2 separate regions of the Mus musculus genome follow, and region 2 is linked to region 1. The links are chromatin contacts, called in public HiChIP or PLAC-seq maps. All regions are on one chromosome and are shown on one strand. Each heading gives the region's core, a stretch centred on a gene start, on an enhancer-like site or on the middle of the called end of the contact. The rest is flanking DNA. Distances are from core to core; before and after follow the strand shown.

Evidence for each region. HiChIP or PLAC-seq counts read pairs in DNA pulled down with a chosen protein or histone mark.
Region 2: a contact with region 1 is called in an H3K27ac HiChIP or PLAC-seq map of extraembryonic endoderm stem cells. The contact joins two enhancer-like sites. A contact is called at or near these places in 1 of 484 Hi-C or Micro-C datasets (nephron progenitors) and 1 of 115 datasets of contacts at active chromatin or transcription factors (extraembryonic endoderm stem cells).

The regions. Positions count from the first base shown.
Region 1 is chr9:14,003,414-14,009,111 of GRCm38.p6, forward strand. No RefSeq gene overlaps it. Among named protein-coding and RNA genes, the nearest start is that of 1700019J19Rik, 84 kb to the right of the region's middle. Within about 2 kb of position 3,013, at least 19 of the 459 cell types and tissues checked have an H3K27ac peak or open chromatin away from gene starts, as enhancers often do. A contact at or near this core is called in extraembryonic endoderm stem cells, where this site is marked.
Region 2 is chr9:14,234,722-14,240,419 of GRCm38.p6, forward strand. No RefSeq gene overlaps it. Among named protein-coding and RNA genes, the nearest start is that of Gm34069, 27 kb to the right of the region's middle. Within about 2 kb of position 2,925, at least 13 of the 459 cell types and tissues checked have an H3K27ac peak or open chromatin away from gene starts, as enhancers often do. A contact at or near this core is called in extraembryonic endoderm stem cells, where this site is marked.

The DNA of each region.
Region 1 (5,698 bases), core at 1,763-4,262:
AGTCACATGGGAACTGAAAGAGAAATGAGAAAAGGATGCCAGTGAGCACAGATGCTTCAGGAACTGTAGTCGTGAAAGGGAGAGCGACATGACAGGGGAATGAGTGTGCAGGAAGCAGATTCAAGAGACAGGATGGAAACTCACACAGAACCATCACATTAAGCAACCGAAGCTCTTCAAGGAATCCTACAGCATCATGGAACCATACGGCATCATGGAACCCTACTGCATCCTGGAATTCTATGGCATCATGGAATCCTACAGCATCATGGAACCCTACGGCATCATGCGCAGCTTCTTGTTCACGCTCATTTGTGGAAGAAGCATGTTTTATAAAAAAGACCACGTTTTAAAATTTTTTCTTTGATGGTTTCATCTGTGTAAACAGTGTACCTTGATCATTTCTATCCCACTCTCCCATCCCTCTACCTTCCCTTCTGCTCACCGATGTGGAATCATCCACCAGGTCCACACATCAGTGGCCACCCAACCAAAGAAAAAGGACTCTCTCCAGAGACCAGCAACCACTAATAGCTTTTTACCCGGGGCCGGAGCCTCATAGCACTTCTCCTATCCATGTAGGAATGCTGGCTGGCTTGATCTTTCACAGGTCTGGCACAGGTAACTGCAGAGGCTCTGAGTTCCTAAGTGCCACGGTCATAAGAAAGCAATTCATAGCACTTCTCATCCTTCCACGAAAATTTTCTACCTTCTCTTCTGTGATGCTTCCTGTGTGTTGGTGTGTGTGTGTGTGTGTGTGTGTGTGTGTGTGTGTGTGTGTTGAGGGGTAACTAATATAGATGCCTCATTTAGAAGTAAGCAAACAATGATCACTATTCTCAAGTATTCGATAAGTTATTAGTCTCAACATAAACTTCTGACCACTGCAAAAGCGTGTGTAAGACTTTGATCAAGGATGAGAGCACACTAAGCTACAAATATAAATCTAGCTCTTTAGAAGAAAGCTTGACAATGGAGACATGACTGTCTAAAGCCAATACTACACATGGCTCAACAGTCATGCATGTAGGTATTGCCACAGATAGCCAGAGTTTGGCTTCATTTTAATCATGTGACTAGAAATGAGCATCCATGGATTCTCCTTGCTGCTCAGCCCTGATTCTTAGTGACTGTTGGTGGCTTCCTGTCATCCCCTCAGCTGGGGACCTGGCTCACAAAGACAGAGAACAGTTATAAAATAATTCCCTCTTTCCTGCAAATGACAGACTCCATTCTTCTTTACTGCTGAATTTAAAGATTCGTTTGTATATATAAACCACACTTTCTCTATGCATTCATTGGGCAACTACTTGATAGGATGGTTCAGGGTCACTCAACTCTGCCAGAAGGTGTTGCTGGCATGGATGGACTAGGCCTCCGTGAGTTGTTGACTTGAGATGTTTAGTTGTCTTTTAGATGGAGAGAAAGCTGTTAAAGGATACAGTTTCAGAAAGACAATACTGAGTTTTACTTTTATCTTCAGGTCCTCAACTTTATAGATACATCAACTCAGAGATGTACCCATGAGATGAAGTAGAAGTGAAACTGGGGACAAGAGGGCCTAACAGGAGGGGATGGAGAAAGAAGTCGAGGGAGGAACAGTACTAAAGTACACTATTGTCTTCCTTCTGCCATGTGGGATCCAACACGGAACTCGGATCATCAGGCTTGGAGGCTTGTTCCTTTATCCCCTGAGCCATCTAGCTGGCTCAGAACATCAGTTTCATGACATATGGAAACAGGCACAATAATCTTCCCTCGAGTTTTCCAGGGAGTACGAACTGAGAAACTGTATGTAAATCACTTAGAATCCACGGGCACACAGTATGAATGGACCTTTTAGTTCTCTCTCCCAAACTTGGCAGAAAAACTATCTGATTGATCTGTAAATCATTTGTGTGTATTTACTATAACCCATACCTACAGTCCCCAACACAGACAAAGCACATTGACACAGCAAGTCTCACTTCAAGGCCTTAGGAGAGAGGACAGAGAAACCCCAAACCATCCAGGAAGAAGAAGTCACAAGCAGAAATCAGAGAGCAGAAATGCTAGATAATCAGAGAGATCGGGCTAGAGTGGTAAATGTGATTCTAGAGCCCAGAGGAAAGTTGTCCAAAAGCATTCAGAGGGGAGCAGCGGGTCTCACATCACAAGCTTCCTGAAGGGAGGAGTGGGAAGAACAACTGGGTCCCCATGGAAGGAAGGCCTTGCCTGACTCTCAGCATCTGCAGTGAGTGGGCCAGGCCTGCCTGAGAGCATCATGGAGCGGTGAGGAACGCCAACTATTCTTAGCTCTCTCTTCAGAAGTTTGCTTTTATTTATTTATTTTTTACTCTTAGTTTCCTCAGACTCTGCCTTATAAAATCACTTCATTCTCTGACAGGCTGGTGGGACAGGCTTTGCTGCATTCTGGAAGTCTGGCAAGCTCAGCTCCCAGTTCTCACTGGGTACAAAGGGTGACTGTCCTGCCTGTTGAAGAGCCTGAGAGCTTGTCAGCAGCCTCTTGGGAAGCTCCATTATACAATGTCCAACTATCCCTGCCCTAAATCTATCAGGCTAGGAAAACAATGGGCAGAAAGTCACTTCACAAGAACTTTCCCTGATGCCACTCATTCGAGATAAGAAACAGTTATCTAAAAGGGTGTGTTGACTCTCCTGCTGGTAGACCTGGAACTTGGAATAGGCTGCCATCTTTTAAATCCACCCCCTATTAATTACATATCTGTTGCTGTGATAGAACACCAAGACACCTTATGGGAAGTTTATTTGGACTTATGATTCCAGAGGGACAAGACACAATCCTGTTTTATCCAAAGAGCCTGTCAGAGAAGGAGGTGATCTATAAACCAGGGTCTGAGCAAACTAAAAGGGAAAAACAAAGAAAAAACAAAGAAAGCCTGGAGCAGGGGGATTAGAGCAGTTTGCTCTCTTCACAGGCCCATGGTGCTCTGGGGCAGGCTTAGCAAATAGACTGGCTGTCACATGGCACATTGCAAAGGCACTGCAGACTTGTTGATAACAGATCAAGGGGAAGTTTGGCAGCTGGAGGCAGTAATTGTGGTACAAGCAGCATGCTGAGGAGAGCTTACACCCTTTAGTGTAACCATGAAGCAGAGAGAGCAAAGGGGTAGTAGATGAAACTTTATTCTCAAAGCCCAGTGAGGTACTTCCTCCAGCAAGGCTGCACATCTCAGCCTCCCCAGACAGCACCGATGGGGGACCATGTATTCAAATGGCCAAGATAGTAAAAGACATTGATCATTCTGACCATTCTGCCTCCTGATTCATGATGCCTGATAGGAAAGCCTCACTAAGGAGGGCCAAGCTGCCTCACACTCTTGGACTTCAAAAGGTTAATTATCACCGAACCATAGCAGAACAAGGAAGAATGTGAGTCAGTGCTCTCAAATGCTTCTAGAAGACTTTGCATTTTCATATCTTCTAAAAGACATTCACGCTCCATGAGAAAAACTTGGCATGCTCTCTGAGAAAGCTGGGCAGAGTCAGGTCATAGACCTTGGGATATGACTTTGTTAAGAGTTGATATTAATTCACAGGCATGGAGGATCTGTGACACATTGGTAGCAGAGAGTGGTGGTCTTTGCTTCTTCACAGACAGCAACCAGCAAATAATTCCTTTCAGATACTCCTGGAATACCAAGGGGCGCTGCAGGTGACTGCTCCCCAGCAAACCCATGAGAAGCCATGGTGTGTATATGCATGTGTGTGTGTGTGTGTGTGTGTGTGTGTGTGTGTGTGTGTACACGCACATGTATGTGCCTGTGTAGAAAACTAAATTGTTATTCATGAGACCTGACACAAAAGAGTATCTGCTGTTTTGCCGAGAGGCATGTTTGAAGATGCAAACATATGCATTTGACTTAGTGGGCTGATGCTGGGATGCTGGGTGGTGTGGACTACATGCCACAAGAAGGAGCAGCCTGTACAGGGCCTGAATGTGAGATGGAGTCTAGCTCCTTCATCGGGTCTGGAGCAAGGTATGGCATGGAAATGGTTGGCAGTGGAGCTAGAGATGTTCACATGTACATACTGACCAGACAAAATGAGCAATCTAGAAGTTATCTCTGTTTGGTCACAGCTGACTTCCTCTCTGTTCTCCCTTTGTCCTCTCTCCATTCCACGGTGGTGCCTTTGACATAACTGTGACAGCTGTTCAATATTTCTTTTAGTAGCAGAAAGTCATATTTCACTCATGTACTATGGGGTTTAGGTGAATTGAAAGCTTCTCTTCCCTATCCCCCAAACTTGGGATAGACTTGTGACCCAGAATTAGCCAATAAGATCACGGCATTTTCTGACCACTGAACTTGGTTCAGAAACATCTACAAACCAATCTGTCTTAGGACCTGTACAGGGCTAGAAGTTTGGCTGTATGAATGGAGTAATGACTCCAGAAATCACAACACCATTACTTCACCGAGGTGGGTGAATAGAAAAGTGTAAGTTTAGAACTCTTCTTCACTCTATTTGTCACCGTTAGAATACCCAGCCTGAGACTAGTCCCGTATTCAGGATAGCAGAGCTGCACAGCAGAGAAAGACAAATCACACACTCTGAGTACCTGACTCTTGCTATGCTTGAAGCTACTTCACATCCTCACTTGCCAGTAACAAGTGATAAATCCCTTTTCCAACTAAATACATGTTACTTACAGATGAAGTGGCTTCAAACCTTATCTCCTTGCAACTCTGACCCCTGAGTCCTGATGCCTTAGAATGCTTGCTAACTGGACTTGACCCAAGGATTCTGGAAAAGGAGGCATAGGAAGTATTAGTCTACCATGCATGGCTCTAAATACCTTTAACTACTTAGATTTCCTACTCTGAATCTTTCTTTTAATACATGTTTGTTGGGGGCTATTCTGGCATCTAATGATAGATAAGGCCTTACCCAACATCTATGTGGTCACCTTGGGTCTAGGCAATGATTCATTAGTTTACCCATTCTAATTTCCTCACCCTGCTTAAAACATCATTGTACCCAATGGAATATAGGGCATTGGTTACTATCAGGACCCACAGGCATAAATGATACCATAAAAGAAAACAACAGTTTTTGGCTAATTAGAATCAATCTGGTACCACCCAGTGGCTGCCGTATAAACCCAGTCCCCACTGTGAAATAGCAGCCAGCAGGACTGTCTTCATTTGCATGGCAGGAATTTCATGGTGGGAACCCTAACCCAATGGACATCTCTCAAATAAAAGCCACCCTGTGCCAGTCAAGTACCACTGCTATTGCCCAGTCCCTCAGCTTTCTTGTAGCGTGTAGAAAAAAACGAGCCATTTTCTACTCTGCCCTTCTCTGCGCCACAACACCCACCTTCAAAGACTCATTGACACTGTGTAACCAGTATTGGACTGCAACAAAAATAGCAACAGTTTCCTAAGCCTGTTGTGCTAGTCCACTAGTCTGCTTTCTGCCTACATCCTCAGTGTGCACACACAGCTCCATGCACAGAAACCATTCTCTATGACCTGATGAGCTTGCTCCTCTCTATCACTGAACACTCTCTTTGCCCACAATGTCCTTCTAGCCCTCTTCAGGACATAGATCCAAAACTCCTCACCCACCAATCCTTCTCAGACTAGGTCAACTTCTTTTTTGAACACCTGAAAAATATCTGCACAAAAGTTAGCCATTTATCATCTTGGAGTGGCTGTTTATTTCTATA
Region 2 (5,698 bases), core at 1,675-4,174, 230 kb after region 1:
GAAAACTGGATGCAATTAGATAATGCCCAGTGTCTCACACATGACACGCTTCCCTTTGTCATTGTCCTTCACTAGCCTGAGAGCAGTTGATGACAAATAAAAATCTTAAGAGACTTGATGAGCCAGCATTTGTCTGTTGTACCTGAGCCCACTGCAGCTGAGCCCCATGCTGTTTGGTGGTGCACGGCTCTGGGGCTCGCTGGCTACGCACCAAGGTTAGTTGGGTGCTGGGGAGCAAGGTGAGTGCCACTCATCTGTCCTGCTGTGCCTGTGCTCTGTACCTGGTCCTCAGAACTGAGTCACGTGACGGAACTCACACTAACTGTCTTTAGAATCAAATGCAGGTCCGGGGTATCTCCAAGACAACAACAGCCCAGCAATCCAGAGTTCCAGTTTCCTAAACCCTGAAGGGACTTTTCCACAGGTTTGGAGGCAACAAGATATGCATTGCCTGCCTCATTATTTGTCACTGCCTGTCCCCGGACTCAAGTCCTTTCCTTTCTTGCCAATATGCAATCTTCTCACATGGCTTTCGAGTGCTCATGCCTAGACCTTCATGGCGGTGACTCACACCTTAGTTACTGAGCCTGTGGGGTTTGTGCAGTGTCCTAATAGCACAGGCCTGGGCCTACTTTCCAAGTCTTCCATTTGTTAGTGGAACTGAGCTCCTTGTCCCTAATTGTACCTGGTTTTAAATTTCCAGCCTTTACACCTTTGCTCTCTGTTTACTCCGTTCTTTGCCTTCCCCCTGCTGACCCACATTACCTCATTTTGTCAATATTCTTCTGTCTTCGTGAATTCAGCTCAAACATGCCCTCTCTTGCACCTTGTTCTTGCCTGCTCTATCTCTCTTCTTCCTCCTCTGAGTCTCAACTTCTCTTATGCAAAGTTCACTTGGAGTGTCATTTTCAAACTACACATTTCTTCCTCTAGCTCAGTATGCCATGCTAGGTAGTCACTTCTCTGATATAATTTGAGATCCTACAAAATGTTTTGGGAATAGCTAAGGGCTGATTGGCTGATCCAAGCAAGGTATCCATAAGTCAAATAACTTATCAGCTATCCAACATGAGCAAACATAGTGTCCAAGTGCCAGGGAAACACAGGTGATTGACTAGGCAAAATCTTTGTTCTTGAAGACCCTATGTTTTATACAAATAAATTCTAGAAGTATTTTAAAAACCGAGGTGTAGAATGTTCCTTCTGTTCCTTCTGTGGTAGGAGAATGTATTCCAGACTGGTACCTCTTTGTTATTCTGTTAAAGTCATGCCTAATTAAGGTCCTACCACCTAGTGTTTACTTTAACAGATATCATTGCATTTGATCCTGACAACAGTGCTAAGAAGTCAGAACTGTTGCAACATTTGAGGAAACAATGGCTCGGTGAAGGCCAATACTCTATCCAAGCCTACAAGAGTGAGCCCAGGAAGACTCAGAGTCTGCTTTACTGTGAGAAGTTCTATCCACCAGCCATGGTATCACCCAAGAGTCTCCATACTGACACAAGCCACTTGACCCATGGGTTGCCTTTTCTGGTTTTCCACTTGTAAGTTTCCCAGAACTCAGTCTTCATGGCTAAAACTCTACACATCACTTGACACATTTTCAGATGAAAACATTTGTGCCACAAATTTCAATGAGTTCTTTCAGAAGCACCACCAGCTATCCCTTTGTCTATAGAATGTTACAAGACTACCACTAATTTAGGTTCACCTACAGCTACAGAGTTGCCTTTGACAGGGTCATTACACCCCAGACTCCTAAGAGGACCTCGTACTCACAGAGTCCCCCTGTTTCTGCACACAGTGTCACTGGTTAGTTTGTAAAGTATTCTTTAAAAGTCATGTTCTCCGTATAGGTGGCCTTAGTAGGATTTGATATGACTTTTATCCAAGATTATCCGTGGAACAACGATAGGCAGACAGGCTAGTCTATAAAAGAAGGCATGTGGAGGGAGCTGGAATTGAGCTCTATTTCCCTGACTACCATACATATGAAACATATTCCTCATAAGTAAAAGTTCACTAAATAAAGTCTATGGGTAAGTCATTCATTTTAAGAATCACTTTGAGAACACCGTAAAGTGAATTAGAGTATGGTCACAAGAAAATTGACTTCATGTTAAAAATAAATTTGATTCCTGATTCCACTCACGTATATGGGTGGCAAGATACAACATAAGTACATGCTTTCTTCTGTAAAATGGAGCTATGCTATTTGACTATCACAAGGGAACAGTGAATATCATGAAGCATGCAGATGGGGGTTGATTCGGGGTGACTCCTCACTGCTAAGTCCACTAAAAATTACATATTTTTGTTGTTGTTCTTGGTTTATAAACCATCATTTAGAAAAAGCAGACCGCACCTGGGGAACACTCTTAGCCTCGTTTGCAAGTTCTTATAGCCGAGCTCTGGATGGGGCTGGTGTATGGTGTCTTGCACTGAGCACTTCGTGTTCTTTTGGAGGTGTCTCCCACAGCACTCACCCAGCACCTGTGAGTGCATTCAGGCCTTTAGCTTGAGAGGTTCACAATAGAGAGTGTTCCAAAGCCCAGAAACACCAGTTACCTCATGCAAGCAGATGTTCTTCCAAACATTGGCACTGCAATCTGTGCTGTGTCATGGGCTACTCTTGTTGAATTCTGAGTAGAGTAAGTGAGTGAAATCCCAAGATCTTGGAAGGACACTCCTTAAAGGATGAAAAGCTAATGCCATCTCTTTCTATTTAACATCCATTCCCATAGAAGATACCACCAAGGTTAACTCCAAAGCCTTTGGCACAGCCCCTGCACTGTTTTCAGGTTCACATTGGAGTATCAACAAATGAACCTCCTCCTGTGAGACGCTGTTGTAACACAGCACTGTCTTTAGGCAAAGCTTCCACATTAATCATCGAAGAGAAAAGAGAGTATGAGCAACAATGGCCTGGCCACTGCCAAGCCCAACCACCTCAAGGAAAACCTCTCACCCGTGCTGTTGAAGGGCAGGCACTCAAGAGTTAGTGCCCTTTCTATTCTCTAATCAGTTCAGGGAGATAGATACTGTTGCCTTCCACCTACAGATAAGGATGATGATTACGGTGAGGTTAAACAGTTGCCCATGACCACACAGCCTGTGACTGATTAAAACCACAAGTTAATTTTTACCACATTTGATTTTCAGCTGTGAAACATCATCTTTAAGATCTTTCCCTAGCTCTGTCCCCCTTCCCTTTAATTCCTTCTAAAAATTGATGGTCAAAAATATTTCAAGTTGGCCACGGCTCTCCATACACAAATACCGCTGGGAGAAAGCTGGTCTCCCAGGAGTGCTGACACACCTGTGAGCACAGGTAAGACCACCACTTCTGCTCAAATTCCTGGCCCAAGAAGGACCCTCCTAGGGCCATAAGGACACAGGAACCAAGGAACAGCTGGGGACAAAACTCATTTGGAATAACAAAACACCCAGGATAGCAGAAACTATTCTCAACAATAAAAGAACTTCTGGTGGAGTCATCCCTGACCTCAAGCTGTATTATAAAGCAACAGTGATAAAAAAGAACTGCATGGTATTGGTACAGAGACAGGCAGGAAGACCAATGGAATAAAATTGAAGACCCAGAAATGAACCCACACACCTATGATCATTTGATCTTTGACAAAGGAGCTAAAACCACCCAGTGGAAAACAGACAGCATTTTCAACAAATGGTGCTGGTTCAACTGGCAGTTATCATGTAGAAGAATGCAAATTGATCCATTCTTCTCTCCCTGTACAAAGCACAAGTCCAAGTGGATCAAGGGCCTCCACATAAAACCAGATACACTGAAACTAATAGAAGAGAAACTGAGGGAAAGCCTTGAACACATGGGCACAGGGGGAATGTTCCTGAACAGAACACCAATGTCTTACACTCTAAGATCAAGAATCAACAAATGGAACCTCATAAAATTGCAAAGTTTTGTAAGGCAAAAGACACTGGCAATAGGACAAAATGGCAACAAGCAGATTGGGAAGAGATCTTTACCAATCCTACACCCGATAGAGGGCTAATATCCAATGTATACAAAGAACTCAAGAAGTTAGACTCAGAGAACCAAATAACTCTATTTTAAAATGGGGTACAGAGGTAACCAAAGAATTCTCAGCTGAGGAAACTCAAATGGCTGAGAAGCACCTAAAGAAATGTTCAACATCCTTAGTCATCAAGGAAATGCAAATCAAAACAATCCTGGGATTTCACCTCACACCAGTCAGAATGGGTAATATCAAAAGCTCAGGTGACAGCAGATGCTCTTGAGGATGTGGAGAAAGAGGAACTCTCCTCTACTGCTGGTGGGATTGCAAGCTTATACAACCACTCTGGAAATCAGTTTGGAGGTTCCTCAGAAAATTGGACATAGTACTACCTGAGGACCCAGCTATACCCTCCTGGGCAGCTAAACCCAGAAGATGCTCCAATATATAATAAGGACACATGCTCCACTATATTCATAGTAGCCTTATTTATAATAGCCAGAAGCTGAAAGGAACCCAGATGTACCTCAACAGAGGAATGAATACAGAAAATATGGTACATTTACACAATGGAATACTATGCAGCTATTAAAAACAATTAATGAAATTCTTAGGCAAATAGATGGTGTTGGAGGATATCATCCTGAGTGAGGTAACCCAATCAGAAAAGAACATGCATGGTGCCGGGCGGTGGTGGCTCACGCCTTTAATCCTAGCACTTGGGAGGCAGAGGCAGGTGGATTTCTGAGTTCGAGGCCAAAGTGAGTTCCAGGACAGCCAGGGCTACACAGAGAAACCCTGTCTCGGAAAAAAAAAAAAAAAGAACATGCATGGTATGCACTCACTGATAAGCAAATATTAGCCCAAAAGTTCAGAAGATACAAGATACAGTTCAAGACCCAAGATACAATTCACAGACCATATGAAGCTTAAGATCAGGAAAGAGCAAAGTGTGGTTGCTTCAGTGCTTCTTAGAAAGGGGGAACAAAATACTCACAGGAGGAAATATGGAGACAAAGTGTGGGGCAGAGACTGAAGGAAAGGCCATCCAGAGAGTGCCCCACCTGGGATCCATCCCATATACAGTCACCAAACCTGGAAGCTATTGTGGATGCTGGGAAGTACTTACTGACAGGAGCCTGATATGGCTGTCTCCTGAAAGGCTCTGTCACAGCCTGACAAATACAGAGGCAGATGCTCACAGCCAACTCAGATGTTCTGAGTGTGGGATCCCCGATGGAGGAGTTGGAGAAGGGACTGAATGAAGGTGCTGAGGAGGTTAGCAGCCCTATGGAGAGAGCAACAGTGTCACAGACCAGAGCCCCCAGAGCTCCTGGGGACTGGACCACTAACCAACGAGTACACATGGAAGGACCCATGGCGCTGGCCAAATATGTGTCAGAGGATGGCCTTGTTGGACATCAGTGAGAGGAGAGGCCATTAGGCCTGAGGGGATTCAATGCCCCAGTGTAGGGAATGCCAGGGTGGGAAGACAGGAGTAAGTGGGTGGATGGGTGGGGGAGCACCCTCATAGAAGCCGGAGAAGGGAGATGAGATGGGGGGTTTCTGAACAGAAGACCCAGAAAGGGGGAAACATTTGAAATGTAAATAAAAATTATCTAATAAAAAATTGGAAAAAATATTTCAAGTACTAGATCTGGTTGTAATAATTTATTGTATTGATTAATTGAATTATT